Regions from separate parts of the Mus musculus genome. Here region 1 is linked to region 2. Evidence: chromatin contacts called from public Micro-C data. All regions are on one chromosome and are shown on one strand. The core of a region is the stretch at or near the end of the contact, and the rest is flanking DNA. Distances in the headings are between cores, read along the strand shown.

Evidence for each region. A called contact is a pair of places that touch in the nucleus more often than the background predicts.
Region 1: a contact with region 2 is called in a Micro-C map of embryonic stem cells, with 10 times the contacts expected there. The contact joins the promoter of Egr3 here to the promoter of Nefl in region 2. A contact is called at or near these places in 1 of 39 promoter capture datasets (cranial neural crest), 1 of 484 Hi-C or Micro-C datasets (embryonic stem cells) and 3 of 115 datasets of contacts at active chromatin or transcription factors (embryonic stem cells and pancreatic cancer cells).

The regions. Positions count from the first base shown.
Region 1 is chr14:70,074,017-70,079,746 of GRCm38.p6, forward strand. It overlaps Egr3 (early growth response 3), which reads left to right and starts at 3,301. Exons shown (of 2, transcript NM_018781.4): 1 at 3,301-3,582; 2 at 4,880-5,730. The coding sequence starts at 3,429.
Region 2 is chr14:68,082,200-68,088,481 of GRCm38.p6, forward strand. It overlaps Nefl (neurofilament, light polypeptide), which reads left to right and starts at 1,664. Exons shown (of 4, transcript NM_010910.2): 1 at 1,664-2,810; 2 at 3,775-3,899; 3 at 4,288-4,607; 4 at 5,109-6,282. The coding sequence starts at 1,764. The coding sequence ends at 5,248.

The DNA of each region.
Region 1 (5,730 bases), core at 2,051-4,550, 2.0 Mb after region 2:
GAGCACTTGCTAGAGTTCTGGTATAGGTACTCTCTGAAAAATTCTCTGATTTAACTCTTCCTATGAGGTCTGTATTGTTAACACAATCAATAGATGGGACGCGCAGCAGTTTCCCATGTCAGAGTGAAGTGCTGATAAATATATTAAGTGAACTGAAATCTTCCATTCAATTAGAACTAGTAGGAAAGAGGCCGTCTTTCCGGTCTTATCTGGTAAGCAACAGGGTCCTGGTGCAAGCCAGCAGGCCCAGCTGAGTGCTTTCCCTCTTTGAAACAAGCTAACTATCCTCGAAAGTGTTTCCAGCCATCCCTGGAGAAGCAATAACTGACACTGGGACCGGAAAGCCTTCGAGTATCCCAAATGCTTCCACTATAGGCCCATATGGAAAAAGAACAGAACCCCCAGCTCCTTCTATGGAGAGAGCCCAACAGGTGGAAAAGTGGATGTTATCCTGGGTCCTTGCTAGTTGAGCTGGGCTGCCATAGGCCTTCCACTTCCTTCCCACCACCCTGTCAGGCTGATCTCTGCCTCACGCGGGGAGACACGGGCATTGCAGTCCATCTTAGACCTGCTGCTCGGTCCAGGGCCGAGAACCTCGCAGCAAGTCCAGGCAGAAGGCAGGAACCCACCGAGACACCCCGCCCCTCCCACCGCAGTCAGCCAGCCTCCCCTCGCACGCGCAGCAGGAAGCAATGCAGAGGCGTGCCCAAAGCTTGCGGGTACCCTAGGCACCCCTTCCCCTCCCCAATTGCCTGGCTCTCCAGCCAGAGGCCAGAGCTCGAGGCTAATTTTTCACGCACCCCCCCCCCCCCCGCCAGACCGCCTCTCTAGGTGACGCTACAGTCTGTGCGGTTCCTTTAAAGGCTGCGGGTTCCGTTCTTCCCTTTTCCACTGGATGCCAAAATATGCAAATCCGGGGACCGGAATCTGCAGCCAAATAGAGCAGGAGAAGGGGCGCGGCCGGCGCGTCACCGGATCCGCTCCTTGTATGGCTCTTCCCGGCTTGGCCCGCTGCCCCGCGACCCTCCCTGCAGCCGCGGAGGCCCCTCCCGCACCCAGCTAGGCTCACACCGCCGCCCACGCCCCTGACCAGCCGCTCCCCCCTCCAGGGATGGAGCCGGGGGCGGGAAGCGCTGCATGCCCTGATTCCGGCCGAAGCCCGGGACCGCTGCAGCGCGCAGTCTCCCCGCGCCGCGCGGGCGGAGGAGAACCCGGGGGCGCAAAGCCTCTAGAGCACAGGAATGGGTAGCCTGGAGGGAGAGGAGGTGGGGGTGGCAGAGATGGGGGCTCACGGGCGGCGGGAATCCCTCCTTCCCTAAGAGCTAGAGGAGATCCGGGGGAGTCTGGGCCCTTCCCACCCAATGTTCTCCTCCAAACTGAGGGGAGGGAAGAGGGAGTGAGGTTGTCATCCACCCCCATCACAATGCGCAGCTAGGGAGTTCCTCCCACGCGTCCCCCGGCCCCGCATGGACCTCCCACGGCGTGAGGCCCGGGGATCCTCTCTTCCTTCTTGTCAACACTCCCACTCCCCCTGAGAGATGCAAGTTCCCCCAACCCCGACTCTCCAGCGGGGGCCGCGGGATTCACCGCGCCCACGCGGCCACTGAGGAGGGAATCCTCCCCCGCCAACCCGGTGTGATTCGGGGTCGCGCCTCCGTGCTCCCTCCCTCTCCTCCCCCTCGCTCTCAGCCAGGCTGCGCGCTTCAGGAGCAGGCCTCGGGGAACACATCACCCACCCCCGGGATCCGCTGTCGAGGTGACAGCACCCTGGGTCGGCACAGGGGGCCGCCCTTGACTGCAAGGCACCCTCAGGCAGCAATGAGGACAACCCTGCGGGAGACAGAGAGTAGAGACTGGAGGAGACCGCCTTGGTGGCTTAGAATCTGTGGGTTTCACATCTTCCCGCAGTAACTCAGCCGCAAGCCCTTCGCCGGCTGCAGTAGATAGCGACTGTGCCCCGGCCTGCTGGGCCCTCCTGCCATCCTGTGGCCAAAGGGGTTTGCTTTAGAACCGTTAGGGAATTTATCTGGGAATTATTTGGTGCACGTGTTTTCTATCCCCTAAACTTCACTCTTTCCTAATCTCCACAACAACAACAACAACAACAAAACCCTCATACCCTCGCCCCTAAAAGTTCTTGCCCACTGCGCAACTAGCTAATCCGCTACACATTCCCGGGCCACTGCGCTCAACTGAGAGTCAGCGCGGGGTCAGGAACCCCAAGGGAGGGGCCGGGGCTGCGGGCGGTGAATCAGAATGATGTCCGCACGAAAGTTCTAAGTGTCCAAGAATAAGAAGCCTTAGGACATTAGAACCCCTTCCCCAAAGGAAAATACTTCATCTCTCCATCTGAATCCAGTCAAGGATAAGAAGGAAAGACAGAAGTTGTGTGGGGGAGCCTGGCTTGAAGCGGTCACCTCTCCCATTCCTAGACTGCTAAGGAACCTGTGTCCTGGTGTACTGAACTCTTTCTAAATGCTGGGAGTGCTGGAGACCAATTGCAAACAACTCCACTCCTCCAACGACTAAATTCTGTCTCTAATGCTGTCCTCAAATAAAAACCTACATGTTTAGTTACAGGGTTTTTCAACTGTGCACTGCGCATCGCGCGCTTTGCATTCGGCTTCGTCCCTCTTTCTTTTTTCTCTTCTCGCTTTCCTTCTTTCTAATCTAATTGACTTTTTTTTTTTTTTTTTTTTTTTTTTTAAAGAACGGAGAGCGGTGCGGGCGCTGCACGTTGGCTGCGGCCCGCTTCCTGCTTTCTAATGTTCCATTGTGAGGAGCTTCCATTGTGACGTCGCGCCCCTTCGGCTGGGCTTTGTCTGTCCATATATGGGCAGCTACGTCACGGAGCTTTCCCGGGGCTCAGATAAATAGACTGGTGGAGTTCCCTGGCTGGGAGCTTTTGGGCAGCAGTGAGCTAGCTAGGAAGCGGCGGGGCTGGTTGGTGGTGATAGCAGCGGCGGCGGCAGCAGCAGCAGAGGAGGTGGCGGCGGCAGCGGCGGCGGCGGCTGTGGCAGATCGGGGGGCGGGGGGGGTCGGCGGGCTCGTGTCTGTGAGATCAATACTGAAGCCGCGTCTGACCCCCTGGAGCCTAGATCACCCCCCCAGCCCAGCCCCCATCCCACTCCTCGCACACGCCCCACCCCACCCCCACGACCCAGCGTCGCACCGCACCAGCCGAGGCACCCGAGAGGATTACCCTCTTTGCCCCTCTCCCATCCACCCCTCCAAAAAAGAATAGATCCCCTCCCCTGACCCACCCCTTCCCCTTTTCACTCCCCCCTCCCTCCGAACTTTCCCTCTCGCATGCTTTTCCCCTGCACCACGGATCGCCTCTCGGATGCCGCTCGCCTGGAAGCTGCGTTAGGAACAGGCGGCGGCGGCGGTGGCGGCGGCGGCGGTGGCGGCGGTAGCTCGGGAGTGCTATGACCGGCAAACTCGCCGAGAAGCTGCCGGTGACCATGAGCAGTTTGCTAAATCAATTGCCTGACAATCTGTACCCCGAGGAGATCCCCAGCGCGCTCAACCTCTTCTCCGGCAGCAGCGACTCGGTAGCCCATTACAATCAGATGGCTACAGGTAAGGGTGGCGGTGAGGCGGCGAGGCAGCGAGGAAGGAAAGGGGGAGGACGAGGAGGAGGGAGCGAGCTAGCGATGGATGCACATATCGATGGATGCAGAAATGGATGGATGGAGAGACGGATGGAAAGATGGGGGGCGCGCTGGGAATTTTCTGGGGGGCGAGTTGCTTTTCCCACCCACTCCTCCCGCCCTCCGAGATCGGGAAGGCTTGGTTGGAGACGCCACGGTTGAGGCTTCGGTTCTCCCGGGTGGGGGCAGCCGCCGACTGGAGGGAGGTAGGTGCGAGCAGCTCTGGGGTTCTCCCTCCCCACGCAGGGGGCCCGATCGCTGGGCTGCGTGCAAGGCGTGGTGCTGTAGCCCCCTTTCTCGGGAGGAGCCCAGCGTCTTTTTCACCCGCGCTCTCCCCCCTCCTTACTCCCTCAGCCTCCCACCCGGGATGGAGCCATGTGCGGCGTGGAGTCCCCACGGTGGGAGAGGTACTGCGACGCTGCCTTTCCGGGGCGTTCAGCAAAGCCATTGGGGGTGTGGGGACGGTGGGGAGAGGGAGGGGGCTCACCCACGGGGCGGGGGAAAGGGTTTGCCACCGGGGGCGATCCTGGGACCCGGGAGCTTGGGAACGGCGGCCGCTCCCGCCGTGGAGACATGGGCTGGTTTTCCGCCGCTCTCCACTCTCCTTAGCTGGGTTTAGGCTTTTCCCCTCCAGCCCGAGCAGAAAGCTCCTTCAGGCCGGGAGGAGACTGGGGCCGGGAGAGGCTCCCTTTACGGGCGGCACCCTTCTGCGCTCCGAGGACAAAAGCGTCGAAGCTCTTTGGGTCGGCCACCCGGGCTCAGCGCGCGTAGGGGGACCTCGCTTGGGGCATGAAGGCGCGGCGTCTTGGAGTAGACAGGGCCGGGGGAAGAGGCCGAGTTGTGTGTGCTGGAGAGCGAGAGCCGGGCGCGCTCCGGGTCTGAAACTACCTGTAGCTGCAGCTACCTGTCCGCCCCACCTCGGGAAGAACAACAATGCTCTCTTGCGCGCGTGCGTGTCTGTGTGTGGTACGTGAGTGTGTGCGCGGCGTGTGCGGTGTGTGTGCCGGAGCCACTCCACACCCCGATCCGTAGTATTTTGCTGTATCCAGGTTGCGCCGGGGAGCGCGGCACCGCCCGCTTTGCGCCGGGCTCGGCGTTCCTCTTACCCCACGCGCTGCGCACTCCAGCCGGCCGCACCCTCTACTCCTGGGCAAGGACCTGGGCGCCGCGGCCGGGAGCCGGCTCGGCTTCACTCACCCCTCCCCTCTCTCCCCCGCTCTCCGCAGAGAATGTGATGGACATCGGTCTGACCAACGAGAAGCCCAATCCGGAACTCTCTTATTCGAGCTCTTTCCAGCCAGCCCCCGGCAACAAGACCGTGACCTACTTGGGAAAGTTCGCTTTCGACTCTCCTTCCAACTGGTGCCAGGACAACATCATTAGCCTCATGAGTGCCGGCATCTTGGGGGTGCCCCCGGCCTCAGGGGCGCTCAGTACGCAGACGTCCACGGCTAGCATGGTGCAGCCTCCTCAGGGAGACGTGGAGGCCATGTATCCGGCGCTGCCTCCTTATTCCAACTGCGGCGATCTCTACTCGGAGCCCGTGTCTTTCCACGACCCCCAGGGAAACCCTGGGCTCGCCTATTCCCCCCAGGATTACCAATCGGCCAAGCCGGCCTTGGACAGCAATCTTTTCCCCATGATTCCTGACTACAACCTGTACCACCATCCCAACGACATGGGCTCCATTCCGGAACATAAGCCCTTCCAGGGCATGGACCCCATCCGGGTCAACCCACCCCCTATTACCCCACTGGAGACCATCAAGGCCTTCAAAGACAAGCAGATCCACCCGGGATTCGGCAGCCTGCCCCAACCGCCGCTCACTCTCAAGCCCATCCGGCCCCGCAAGTACCCCAATCGGCCTAGCAAGACCCCGCTCCACGAGCGGCCCCACGCGTGTCCCGCGGAAGGCTGTGACCGCCGTTTCAGCCGCTCAGACGAGCTGACCCGGCACCTGCGCATCCACACGGGCCACAAGCCCTTCCAGTGTCGGATCTGCATGCGCAGCTTCAGCCGCAGCGACCACCTCACCACTCACATCCGCACGCACACCGGGGAGAAGCCCTTTGCCTGT
Region 2 (6,282 bases), core at 414-2,913:
TCTGAAGAAACGCTTGGCTCTGTATGCCAGCCACACTCAGGCAGCCTGGTGATTAGGTTTGAAAGCTTAGATTGTGTAAACACGGGTGGGCTTCTAATATGGCTTAGACTTAACAGCTTTAAGCCACCAGCAACCTTACAGAAGTCTTCTGCTTCAGCCCAGTTTTCTTCTTTGAAGGGGCGAGTTATCAGAATCACAGTATGTGTAACACGAGAAAGGAATATACAGAATTAAGCTCCCTTCATCCTCTGTTTGGTCTCCAGAAGCGACCGAGTACAACTCCAAAAATTTCACTACTTTTTACTTGAAAACGGTAACCTCCCACTGTGCCATTTAAAGGAATCAGCAAGCCAGCGATACATTGAACAAATTAAACAAAACGCCAAATGCTTGCTTAAAGGTTTTAGTTATTTCTTACAAATCTGCAGTATCTCTTCGGAACTGCAGGCGCTCACAACGCGAGTATGAAAATGTTGCACCCACGTGCGTTTGGCGTGCCCACTCTGGTATCTGGGTGCTCCCTGAAGGAAGCCCATAGGTTCCTAAGTGTATCTATTATCTGTGAATTTCAGCAGGCTCCATGCAGCGTTCTCTTCCTGAAGACCACACCCAGAGCGGGTAGCCCTTTGCAGCAGTCTCTCTCTCTCTCTCTCTCTCTCTCTCTCTCTCTCTCTCTCTCTCCCCATCTACCTTCATGGCTTGTTGAAACCATCAGGTTGGGGTACCACACAGGTGTTAAAAAGAGGAGAAGAGGCTTTTGAGGCGTTGGAAGTATGAATAGCTCAGTGAGGATAAAGGCACCCTGAAGTTCTCCCGCGGCCGAGCGCGCCCGTCTTTTGCCTTGCAAATCTTTACCTGGCTGGTTCCAACCCCTCCTAAGCATTCCCGACTACATTTCTCACAAAGAAAGGGGAAATTCTATGAAAGGTGTCAGACAAATTAACTGCTGTAAAGGTTTTAAAATGCCAAAATGAACACCCGCTGTCCTGCGGTTCCAATGGTGTGTAGTGGTGCAATTTCCCTATGTATTGAGAAGAAGAGTAATACGGAAAGAAATAGAAATAAAAATAAAAGGAGGCAGGAGAAAGTGGGGCGAATTTAAGAAAACGTCAGAAAATAGCTACAAAGACATGCAAAACTTTTCCTGCAGTAATGCCGCAAGAACATTAGCTATTGTCAGCAACCCAAACGTGCTGCTTAAACACGAATCAGGGTGCTTGAGAGGGTCCCTGAGGCAAAAAGGGAAAGCTGGGAGTGGGGTGGGGTGGGGTGGGGTGGGGTGAAGGTGTCTTTGTGACATTGGATGTTAAAAGTTGATGTGTCAGTAGGGATCGCGAACCTTTTTATTTGGAACATTTAAGAGTCCTAGTGATGTGGGCTTTAGGTATTAAGAGGCAGGATGGGACGGGGGAATAGGAAAGGAAAAGAATAAGCAGGGAAGTTATGGGGGTCTCAGAGAAAGTAGGGGTCCTCATAGAAAAGCGGCCAGGCTGGAGCCGCAGCTCGCTAGCCTTCTGTCGTTCGCCCCCGCCTTTGCTTTTGCGCAGAATCCTCCCCTTGGCTGCAGCAACGCGCTGCCCCCACTGGCCTGCGCACGGCGATCGATCACAGTCTGCGTCAGAGTCCCGGCGTATAAATAGAGGTGGCAGGACCGCGCCGAGCCGCACACAGCCATCCATCCTCCCCTTTCCCTCTTCTCCCCCGTTCTTCTCTCTAGGTCCCCCATCTCCGCCCCGGGCCTGAGGGGCGCACCGGCCGCCACCATGAGTTCGTTCGGCTACGATCCGTACTTTTCGACCTCCTACAAGCGGCGCTATGTGGAGACGCCCCGGGTGCACATCTCCAGCGTGCGCAGCGGCTACAGCACGGCGCGCTCCGCGTACTCCAGCTACTCCGCGCCGGTCTCCTCCTCGCTGTCCGTGCGCCGCAGCTACTCGTCCAGCTCTGGCTCTTTGATGCCCAGCCTGGAGAATCTCGATCTGAGCCAGGTAGCCGCCATCAGCAACGACCTCAAGTCTATCCGCACACAAGAGAAGGCACAGCTGCAGGACCTCAACGATCGCTTCGCCAGCTTCATCGAGCGCGTGCACGAGCTGGAGCAGCAGAACAAGGTCCTGGAAGCCGAGCTGTTGGTGCTGCGCCAGAAACACTCTGAGCCTTCCCGCTTCCGCGCCCTGTACGAGCAGGAGATCCGCGATCTGCGGCTGGCAGCGGAAGACGCCACTAACGAGAAGCAGGCGCTGCAGGGCGAGCGCGAGGGGCTGGAGGAGACTCTGCGCAACCTGCAGGCTCGCTATGAGGAAGAAGTGCTGAGCCGCGAGGACGCCGAGGGCCGGCTGATGGAAGCGCGCAAAGGTGCGGATGAGGCCGCGCTCGCCCGCGCCGAGCTGGAGAAGCGCATCGACAGCCTGATGGACGAGATAGCTTTCCTGAAGAAGGTGCACGAGGAAGAGATCGCCGAGCTGCAGGCTCAGATCCAGTATGCTCAGATCTCCGTGGAGATGGACGTGTCCTCCAAGCCCGACCTCTCCGCCGCTCTCAAGGACATCCGCGCTCAGTACGAGAAGCTGGCCGCCAAGAACATGCAGAACGCCGAAGAGTGGTTCAAGAGCCGCTTCACCGTGCTAACCGAGAGCGCCGCCAAGAACACCGACGCTGTGCGCGCTGCCAAGGACGAGGTGTCGGAAAGCCGCCGCCTGCTCAAGGCTAAGACCCTGGAGATCGAAGCCTGCCGGGGTATGAACGAAGCTCTGGAGAAGCAGCTGCAGGAGCTAGAGGACAAGCAGAATGCAGACATTAGCGCCATGCAGGTATAGTACGGTTTAAGCTCAGTGGGGGTGGGGAGGTCCACGGTAGGGGCGGCGGCGGGGGGGGGGGGAGTCAGGGTGTACCCAGAGAGTGAACGCTAGGGGGTTCTAGAGCACAGAGCAGCTATCAGAGGGCTTGGCTTCCGAGAGGTTGTGGAAAGGATGGGGCATTTGGAGGGGGCGGGGCGCGACTGCTGCCTGGGGATTGCTTGTTCTGGTTGAATCAGGGTTGTTAGGGGTGAGTTGGGAGGAAGGGGCGGAGGGAGTCGGAGTTGGGCGTTGCCAAGTAATGCCTTCTCTTTACTGACAACCCTTAACTCCCAAGTTACCCTCAGTACTTCCTGGATCTCCTGGTTAATAAATATGCCTGCTAGCTCTCACTAGTTTTGGGCCACCCAGCCTTGGGATAGTTTTTTTTTTTAATAGGGACACAAGAATACAGTCACAATATTTTAGCAATTAATCACTGCAGTCCATTAAAAAAAAAGTTCTTCATCTTTGGCGGGGGGAAGCATTTTAGACAAACAGCTACACAAATATATATAATTTAATTTTTATTTATATATTTATTTAGACAAACACACACACACTATATATATATTCCCCTTCCCAAATGCGACCTGGCTAAAAGAAATGTGACAAGGGTGGTTAATAATAATAATAATATCATCATCAATTTGGTAGTTTTAAAAGACAGCTTACCATAATCAATTGAGAACAATTTTCAAAATTGTTCACATCAGTCTACTCCCCTCCTCTTCCTCCTCTCCTTCTCTTGCTTCACTAGACTGGGCATTTTAGGCCAACCCCTCCCCCTATGCCCCACCCCACCCCATTATTTTAAGGGAGATTTCTGGAAGGTGTACACTTTGGAGTTAACTAAGACCAGAACTTATCATGGATACTACAGTAAAACAAATGCAGTAGAGATTTGTGTTTTGAATTTTTTAAAACAATCTTCCTACAGGACACAATCAACAAACTGGAGAATGAGCTGAGAAGCACGAAGAGCGAGATGGCCAGGTACCTGAAGGAGTACCAGGACCTCCTCAATGTCAAGATGGCCTTGGACATCGAGATTGCAGCTTACAGGTAACATCAGGGTGGTGCTGGCAGTGGGCATGGCGGCTCAGGACAGAGCAGATGACCCAGTCAGTGCAGTTATAGTGAGTCCCACGTGCTCTAGAATAGTCCTACTTTGGTCTTCCTCCAAGAGGGTACAAATGTGTAGGGAATTAACCCTGAAGTAACATAAGCCCTGTTCTTAGCATTCATATTTTAAACCTAATAGGGATGCATAGAAGGTCTTTTTGGGTGGGGTCTCTCGTGAACTCCTTATTAAATTTTGATTATGCCTAACCGTATTTGTTCTTGTATTTGCCTTTGAGGTTGGTTGTAGAGGAAAGTAATGAATGTGGGCTTAGAGCAATGAACACATCCAGCCTTGCTCTAACTGTACTCTTCATTCCCTCTCCACCAGAAAACTCTTGGAAGGCGAAGAGACCAGGCTCAGTTTCACCAGCGTGGGTAGCATAACCAGCGGCTACTCTCAGAGCTCGCAGGTCTTCGGCCGTTCTGCTTACAGTGGCTTGCAGAGCAGCTCCTACTTGATGTCTGCTCGCTCTTTCCCAGCCTACTATACCAGCCACGTCCAGGAAGAGCAGACAGAGGTCGAGGAGACCATTGAGGCTACGAAAGCTGAGGAGGCCAAGGATGAGCCCCCCTCTGAAGGAGAAGCAGAAGAGGAGGAGAAGGAGAAAGAGGAGGGAGAGGAAGAGGAAGGCGCTGAGGAGGAAGAAGGTATGAAAAGCATTAAAAAAAAACCCTTTCAGAATCTCTATTGCAAATTGGCTGTGGATTTTTATTGGGAGATCCATGACCTATGCAGGCTTTGCTTATCTAAATTCTATGTGAGCTTTGCAGTCATAAACAGTGCACATTTAACGAGAACACACACGTTTAGTAAGCACAGATGGTAAATTATAAAACGTTCATGTACACTCATTTAACACAGTGGTTTGGTACCCAAAGGAACATTTGATGTTGGCCAAAAGACAAAGAGTTGATTGCGCCCTAAAGAACATCAGTGCCAGACATATGAAATTACTGAGGGCAGCTCTTGGAGAGGAGATGAGCTTCCAGTACCTGGAAGCAACCTCCTTTTACATATCCTTTAGGAGAGTGGGGCCAAGAAGTTTTTAGACACAGTCTGACAATAGTGATTATTAGCCCACAAAGCCTCAGTAGAAATGGTTTGCCTAGACCTACCCTGGAGTTTTGTATTTTCTTTTTATGTTCAAGCTGCCAAGGATGAGTCTGAAGACACAAAAGAAGAAGAAGAAGGTGGTGAGGGTGAGGAGGAAGACACCAAAGAATCTGAAGAGGAAGAGAAGAAAGAGGAGAGTGCTGGAGAGGAGCAGGTGGCTAAGAAGAAAGATTGAGCCCTATTCCCAACTATTCCAGGAAAAGTTCTCCCCAATCAGGTCAACCTCATCACCAACCAACCAGTTGAGTTCCAGATCCTATACAAATTAAGAAGTCAATACATGTATAATTCTGAGATGACTTAGGTTGGACTTTCAATGTTGTGCTATGAATTTCCTCCTTACGCAGAGTATCTGTTTGCTTGCAGAGTGGCTTTCTGGCTTGCTGCCAGCCTGTGCATGGTCCATGCTTATGAGTTCAGGATCTATGGCAATGTGAATCACACAGATGTTTACAATAATAATAAAAAAAAAACCACACACACAACACGAATAAATGAATTCACTAATGTTCATGTGCAACCTCATGGGAAAAATAGTAACTTGAATCTTCAGTGGTTAGAAATTAAAGACCTCGAGTTATGTGCAATAAATAGTAAATAAAGTTACACTGAATGACATATTTTGCTGTGGTTTTTACTTAATTAAAGTACCTTAAATAAGGCACCAACATAAACCATAGGTAAGTGGACGACTGACCTCCAGTTTTTTATAAAGTAAAAGTTGTAGTGAGTGCAGTAGATAATTGGACATTCTGAGGGATAGACAAATAGGTCAAGTCTAGAAAATATTTCAAACGTTACTGATAATAAATATGAATGAGACCATTCATAAATAAGAGCGTCATTCAGCATGCAAAACACACAATGCTAGCTGGAGGGATGGCTTCCTAAAAGACGGTTTTGAAATTATGATGGACTATTATATAGTAGTGCAACCTGGATGGACTATGAATCCCACACAGTTGTCACGGTGGTTACATTTTTAATATATCCTTGAATATCGGGCATAAATTGAAACCTGAGCCCATGATACAATTAAGAGGAATGTCATGGGGGGGCGGAGAGGAGTAAGATTATCAGAGGTTATCTGCCACTGCAAACATGTTGCCTGGAATCCTGAGCTCATGAATGGTGTGTTGTCTGCTTAATTCTACTGCCTCACATAATTGCCTTTGATGCTATACATTTAAAAACCCTTTAAAGACCACA